Linked DNA regions of Zea mays: region 2 is linked to region 1. Evidence: chromatin contacts called from public Hi-C data. All regions are on one chromosome and are shown on one strand. The core of a region is the stretch at or near the end of the contact, and the rest is flanking DNA. Distances in the headings are between cores, read along the strand shown. Region 1 holds the start of LOC100285096. Region 2 holds the start of LOC542460 (CK2 protein kinase alpha 2).

Evidence for each region. A called contact is a pair of places that touch in the nucleus more often than the background predicts.
Region 2: a Hi-C map of tassel shows a contact between it and region 1, with 2.1 times the contacts expected there. The contact joins the promoter of LOC542460 here to the promoter of LOC100285096 in region 1. A contact is called at or near these places in 5 of 25 Hi-C or Micro-C datasets (ear, endosperm, leaf and 1 more).

The regions. Positions count from the first base shown.
Region 1 is chr1:285,930,341-285,933,795 of Zm-B73-REFERENCE-NAM-5.0, reverse strand. LOC100285096 reads left to right here and starts at 1,937. Exons shown (of 1, transcript NM_001157991.2): 1 at 1,937-3,455. The coding sequence starts at 2,166.
Region 2 is chr1:286,237,171-286,240,625 of Zm-B73-REFERENCE-NAM-5.0, reverse strand. It overlaps LOC542460 (CK2 protein kinase alpha 2), which reads left to right and starts at 1,743. Exons shown (of 10, transcript NM_001112016.2): 1 at 1,743-2,104. The coding sequence starts at 1,869.

The DNA.
Region 1 (3,455 bases), core at 688-3,187:
CTTATGTGCATGGTACTTGCGTCACGGAGTTTGAATAAACAAAAACAAAAACAAAAAATATCTAGATGAATAAATAAATCAGTCATAAAAATAAAAAAAAACTAGATGAAAAATAAATCTGGACAGACAAATCAGCGACATAAACGAAAAATATGGACAAAAAAAATAGTGACAAAGACAAAAAAATATTGAACGTCCACCATGGGGCTTGAACCCACAACCTCAAGGTTAAAAGCATTGCACTCTACCGACTGAGCTAGACATACTTTGTTGTTACACATCCGAGCTCGGCGCCATAGATCTTGGCGCCGAGCTCGGTACCACGTTGACGCCACGTCGTTCAGGTTGTGCCATCGTAGCACGTACCTTGGCGCCATAGCCTATGGCGCCGAGATGTGTTACGTCGGTGCCATAGGCTATGGCGCCGAGCAAAGGGTCCAAAAATGACATTAAAATTTTTTAAGGTCTAAACGTGAATTTTTTTTTGAGAAAGGGACAAAATACAAAAAATTCGGTCGTGGTGTTCATGTTCACCGCTGCCGCCGACATGGGTAGCGTACGACGGCACGTCGCGGCACGAACGAATGAATGAATGAATACGCACGGTGTGGCATGTCACCGCCGTGAAGCATCTGTGCCATTCATTCCAGGCATGCAGGAGATGGAGCCATTGGCAATTTTGCCATTATCATTTGTGGGCTTCGCCAGTATGCCATCGGACCCACAAATCATAGACACAGACGGTCCCATCAGTCATAGACACGGGATGGCATAATAACAAGCAGCCAAAATCGAGAGTGGCAAAATAGCAAATTTCTCGAGGAGATGGCCCGGGGCGGTGGGCTTTCAGCAGAGCACGCCAGTGCAGGCGCGCCACTGGCAATGGTGCAAAGCCACTTGCACAAAGTTGGCCATCTGGACACGACACCCGAGGTAAGTTGAAGGCACAGTCGATTTATTTGGCAATGCAGTTTCGGTGGGCAGATCTGATATCAAGGCACACAAAATCGACATCGTTTTTTCCTGAACTCGCTGCCGCCGCAACGGTCGACGAAACTCGACTCTGCGCCTGATGCCCTACAGGCTACGGCTAATTCGGGCCCAGTGGACCACTCCACCGTAGCCCAATTGTCAGGCGGCCCACCGTTCATTTCCAGACCCGCACCTAAATCGCCGGTTACTTCCGCGAACCGCCCCCACGTTCCAGCTCCAGCGTGTGAATGTGCGTGTGTGAACTGTGAAATGTGAACTGCTGAGGTGTGCGTGTCAGTGTGTGAACCGTCACGCGGCGAAGCAAAGCACGGCGCCTTTCGCTCGCTTTCCTCCAAAGGGCCGGGCGGCGTTCGTCCGCGTCGATCTGGACGAGCAGTTTGCCCATGCAGTCGTGGGACTCCGCCGTGCGCTAGGCAGCAACCGAACATGGCGGCGAAAGGAATTGTTGTTTTCTAGCAGTAGGGACTAGAAGCTCATTCACGTGCCGTCATCCAAGAGCTGGCTCGGCACCGCCACCTCCCACCATCATCATCGACGTCCGGCAGTAGCAGCATCATTACGAGACATCATCTTGTTTTATATCTAAAGCTATCGTTATCTCTCTGAAAAGCTTCAAGAAACCGCTCTTTGTGGCTTTAGAGATTAGCTTGGGCAGAAACCCGGCGGCCGCCCATGACGGAGGTGGAGACGTTGATCGCAGTCGCAGACACCGGTTTCGGTTTCTACCTGGTCCTCCGGCTCGTGGGCCGGGTCGCAGGCAACGGGGACACGATCGATGTGCAACCGCTCTTGACCGCTGCTACTGGACGCTGGACGAGTGAACACTTTCACGGATTGCGAGCAGCATCTTTGGCTCCTGGAACGGTCATGTGGCGGTGATGCCAAAAAACCAAAAGTTAAAAGCGGCCAGCCATGTGCACTGCGGGCTGCGGCCCGGTCTAATGTCTATCTCTCTCTCTCTCCACCCGGCTCCTCACTCACGCAGTCACGCCTTCCCGTCCGATCGATGCCGCTGAAGCAGCGGTCCATCTGTTCCCCTTTGTCCTGTTGCAATCATTCGAGGCCCCGTTCTCGATTCTATAAAACCACTGCCCCGATCTACCTCTCTCACACGCTCAATTCCACTGCCAAGATTCGCCACTCCGTCCGTTACCTTCACTCGCTCACTCACAATGCGGCGCCATGGCGAGGTACGCGTGATCTTAGCTATGGCCGCCGCCGCCGCCGCCGCGCTCTTGGCGTCGGCGGCCGTGGCCGGACGAGACGGCCGGCAGACCTACATCGTCCACATGTCCCATTCCGCCATGCCGGACGAGTTCGCGGAGCATGAGGAATGGTACGCCGCGTCGCTTCAGGCGGTGTCGGATGCCGCCACCGTGCTGTACACCTACAGCACCCTCCTCCACGGCTACTCGGCGCGGCTGACGCGCGCGGAGGCCGCGGCGCTGGAGTCGCAGCCAGGGGTGATCGTCGTCAACCCGGAGGTGCGGTACGAGCTGCACACCACCCGGACGCCCGAGTTCCTGGGGCTGGACGGCACGGACGCGCTGTTCCCGCAGTCGGGCACCGGGACCGACGTCGTCGTCGGGGTGCTCGACACCGGCGTCTGGCCGGAGAGGCCGAGCTACGACGACACCGGGTTCGGCCCCGTGCCTGCGGGCTGGAAGGGCAAGTGCGAGGACGGCAACGACTTCAACGCCTCCGCGTGCAACAAGAAGCTCATCGGCGCGAGGTTCTTCCTGACGGGCTATGAGGCGGCCAAGGGCCCCGTGGACACGTCCAAGGAATCCCGGTCGCCGAGGGACAACGACGGCCACGGGACGCACACGTCCAGCACCGCGGCGGGCGGCGCCGTCCAGGGCGCCGACCTGCTCGGCTACGCTGCCGGCACGGCCAAGGGCATGGCGCCCCGCGCCCGCGTCGCCACGTACAAGGTGTGCTGGGTCGGCGGGTGCTTCAGCTCCGACATCCTCAAGGCCATGGAGGTCGCCGTGACGGACGGCGTCGACGTGCTCTCGCTCTCCCTTGGCGGCGGCACGGCGGAGTACTACCGCGACAGCATCGCGGTGGGCGCTTTCAGCGCCATGGAGAAGGGGATCTTCGTGTCCTGCTCCGCGGGCAATGCCGGCCCGGGCGCCGCGACGCTGTCCAACGGCGCGCCGTGGATCACCACCGTGGGCGCCGGGACCATCGACCGCGACTTCCCCGCCTACGTCACGCTCGGCAACGGCAAGAACTACACGGGGGTGTCCCTGTACAGCGGCAAGCCGTTGCCCACCACGCCGATGCCCTTCATCTACGCGGGGAACGCGTCCAACAGCAGCATGGGCCAGCTCTGCATGTCCGGCAGCCTGATCCCGGAGAAGGTGGCCGGCAAGATCGTCCTTTGCGACCGCGGCACCAATGCCAGGGTCCAGAAGGGCTTCGTCGTCAAAGACGCCGGCGGCGCCGGCATGGTTCTC
Region 2 (3,455 bases), core at 494-2,993, 310 kb before region 1:
ATGGCTAGTTATTTTAGGGTTTTATCTTTTTTCTAGTCTGCTAGTTGCCTTGTTGGGCTAGGACCTGGGGTCTGGTGCGCTGCCGTGTTGGGTTTGGTGGTCGGCTCGGCCTCAACTCATTCATACAAACAGGACAGGTGTACACGTATGAAATACCCATGGGTAATCGGGTTTGGATTATTGCTTCCCAAACCCATACTCGTTTACCCAATGGGTGGAGATTTTATCCCATATCCATACCTATTGGGACAATTTTTGCCCCATACCGTATTCTAATAGGGGAATTTCTCATGGGTTAGCGGGTATCGGGTCCCCATTGACATCTCTATTATAATCAAAGGTGGCATGGAAGCACATGCGCATGGGCGGATTTGGGCCCCGGGCCACCTGGGCCGTGGCCCGGGGCGCAGCCCAAAACTCCTCTTGTATATATATTTTTTTCAGTGAAAAAATTTGGTTCAAAATACATTTCAGCCCAAAAATGTGACTCCAAAGACATCCTGCTTGCAGCGATTGAGCTTGACGCTGGCGGCCTCTCCTAGTCACGAAAACACAGACTCTTCCAATTATTTCGCAAACATGTGCGGCTGTACTTCATATGTTGCCAGCGGCACTGCCGCCTCCCTCCAGTCACTCTCCACGCCTTTGGGCTCCACGGATCCGGCAAGGGCATAAGGCAGTAACCTCTGAGACAACCGGACAGGCTCTAACTCAGGCATCTGTCACCACCGGTCCGACCTCCGCCAGTCCCCCTCCAGCCTCCCTACGACCCTGCAGCAGAGCCACGCGCGCCCTGCACTGGCGCCACGCCACCGCCCATGCAAACTCGCCCCTGCCATTACATCTTCTTCCAAGCTATACAACTTTCTTAACCTGATTCCCTTTCTTTTCTTATTCATAGGCGAGGGCGAAGTGCCTCTCTGGCCAATGGGCAGCGACTGTCTGCTGTCATGTGCCCGTAATTCTCTCCTATTGTGAGTAATTGTTCTCTGTCATAGTTTCACTGGATTGTTTTAAATGTTACTACCCCGTTCTTACATATTTATCGTCCGCTAGTTCATTTTGAACTAAAACGCTAAAAATAAAAAGACGGAGTAGTACATCATTATATGTGTAGAGTGGCCCGGAGCGTTAATTTTACGGAGCTCCGCCACTGCACATGCGTACTCTAGTTATAGTTTTACTTTATGTAAGTTGTCTAAACAATTATAGTAGTTTGGTCTCGTGTGTGTGTAGAAGTTATGGAATGTTGATTTAAGATAAAATAAATCAGTTTCCATCTTGAATCGGAGGTATTGGTTTATGCAAATCTTTCATATGTTAATAGGTAGCTACAACTACAGTATACTCAGTGATGTTCGACAGTTCGAGCTCGTTTCTTTCTTTCTTTTTTTTAAAAAACATGAGCTTGTCTTCTTTTAGTTGTGTTTAGCAGGAATTCAGTCTTGTTTTTCTTTTTCTTCCTTTTTTAAGTATGGATTCGTCTTTTTTAGGACGTGTTAAGCATGAATTCAGATTCAAGAAAAAATCATCTAAAATCTATTAAGATGTTCATGTTTAGATAGACCGTCAGGTACAGCACGACCCTGCATCGGGGGCTTCGGGGCAGCACAGCATGCCCTTGTATGAAAGCGTCTTCCGAGGGAAAGGGTCGGGCCCACGCCAGCGAACAATCACCTATAGCGACGAAAAGCCAGCAGATTCCAGCGACCGGTCATCCCAGGTCCCAGTCCACCGGTATCCTCACGCAGCCACGCTAAATTCGTCTCCACCTCCTCCCTCGTGACATCGTCTCGCACGGTCGCTCCCACCTTTCCGCCCGCCGAAACCCTAGCCCGCCCCGCCTCGCCGACGGCGATGGGCGCTGCATGATCGGTGCGTCCCCTTGGAACCGCCTGCCTTCTGGCATCGCCAAGCCCGCTGCCGCGGCTGCCGTCGTCGTAGCGGCGCTCGCGTCCTCCTTCCTCGCCCTCCCGCGTCCTCGCGCCGCCCCGCCCCCAGCGGGATCCGGGCCCCTCATGTCGAAGGCAAAGGTCTACACCGACGTCAACGTTCTGCGTCCCAAGGAGTACTGGGACTACGAGGCGCTCACCGTCCAATGGGGGTAAGTGATTACGTTACGTCACACTAGCAAAGTGCGTGCTTGTACGTTGTTACGATTTTCATTTATGCTTAAGTATTGAATATAAAAGACAAAGACATGTGTGTTCTGTTGTCTAGGTGGGTGTGAATTTGGGTTTAGAGCCAACAACTATAATTTGAATCCCTATTTGTGCATAATTTTAGCATTTTTATTATTTAAATGTTGGGGAGCACAAACACGATTGAAACTGTGGAACCAGGAAAACTGGTGCGTTATATAGTAGAGATTGTAACACCACCTAGCGCGGTTTGCACGCTTAAGCTTCGGCTGATTCGTTTGTATCTCCATGCGGTGGATTAGGTGAGATCGTTAGTATTGTCTGGCTTGCTTGCTGATTTTGGATCATCTTGGCTAGACTAAATGGTCTGGTTGAGCAGCATGATCTTTTTATCTGTGTACAGCTAATGTTGTACGAATGTTCATTTGGAGCAGAAGGTCCTAATATCACAATAGAGCCCATATTTTCAAAACTGAAGTGAATTATACCCCACCTTCTTATATCTGCTATACATTTATCCAAAAAAATTAGTGTTGAGTTGTTGACCATGTACTGGTGGCATGGTGGTGTTTATCTCTATCAGGACAATTTAATTATTTTATCTATTTTGCTTGGTTGGTTAAGGTGTACGTTCCTTTTAGTCTTTGTTATGATTTACTGCTATCAGGTCTTGGTAAGTTTTTTCCACTTGTGTCAATTTGGTGCAGCTAATCTTCTAGTAACTTGCAATATAAGCAGGTGATGGTTTCTGAACTAAGTCCTAGTGTTTATAGAAACTGATATGAAAGTTCATTAGGTCTTAGTTGTATTTTTTGGATTCTTTTAGTTACAGGATTAAGCTAAATAGTTCCTAGTGTTTTGACTTTTGAGATTATTGTGCATTGATCCGCAAAAACACGTCTATTAAGTGTAACGACATATCAGTTGACTCTCGGTGATAGGACTGAGTTGAAACCTTTTCTTTTTAGAATTAAGGCACAACTGAACTCTTCACCAAATTGAGAGTACGAGGTACGTGGATCACTAAACATGCTAATTCCAGTTGCTAAGTCTTTATGGGTGTCCCTGATTCATGCTGAAACTCTTAAGCAAGTACCAAAAACATGTAGGCCATTGTCCCTTCGCTACTGGAAATCATCTACACTATGGCATCGAGTAGGTTGTTGAGAGTTGAGACTTAGTGGAAGTTCTTCTAAATGGTTTTGCTAGTTCGTGGTGAAGTATTATTGTCTTGATAAAAACCTTAGGGGGTGGCTAATTATTTGTTGTCTTCTTTCTTTTGATACTTGTGGAGACCTATAGGAAAAAACTAAT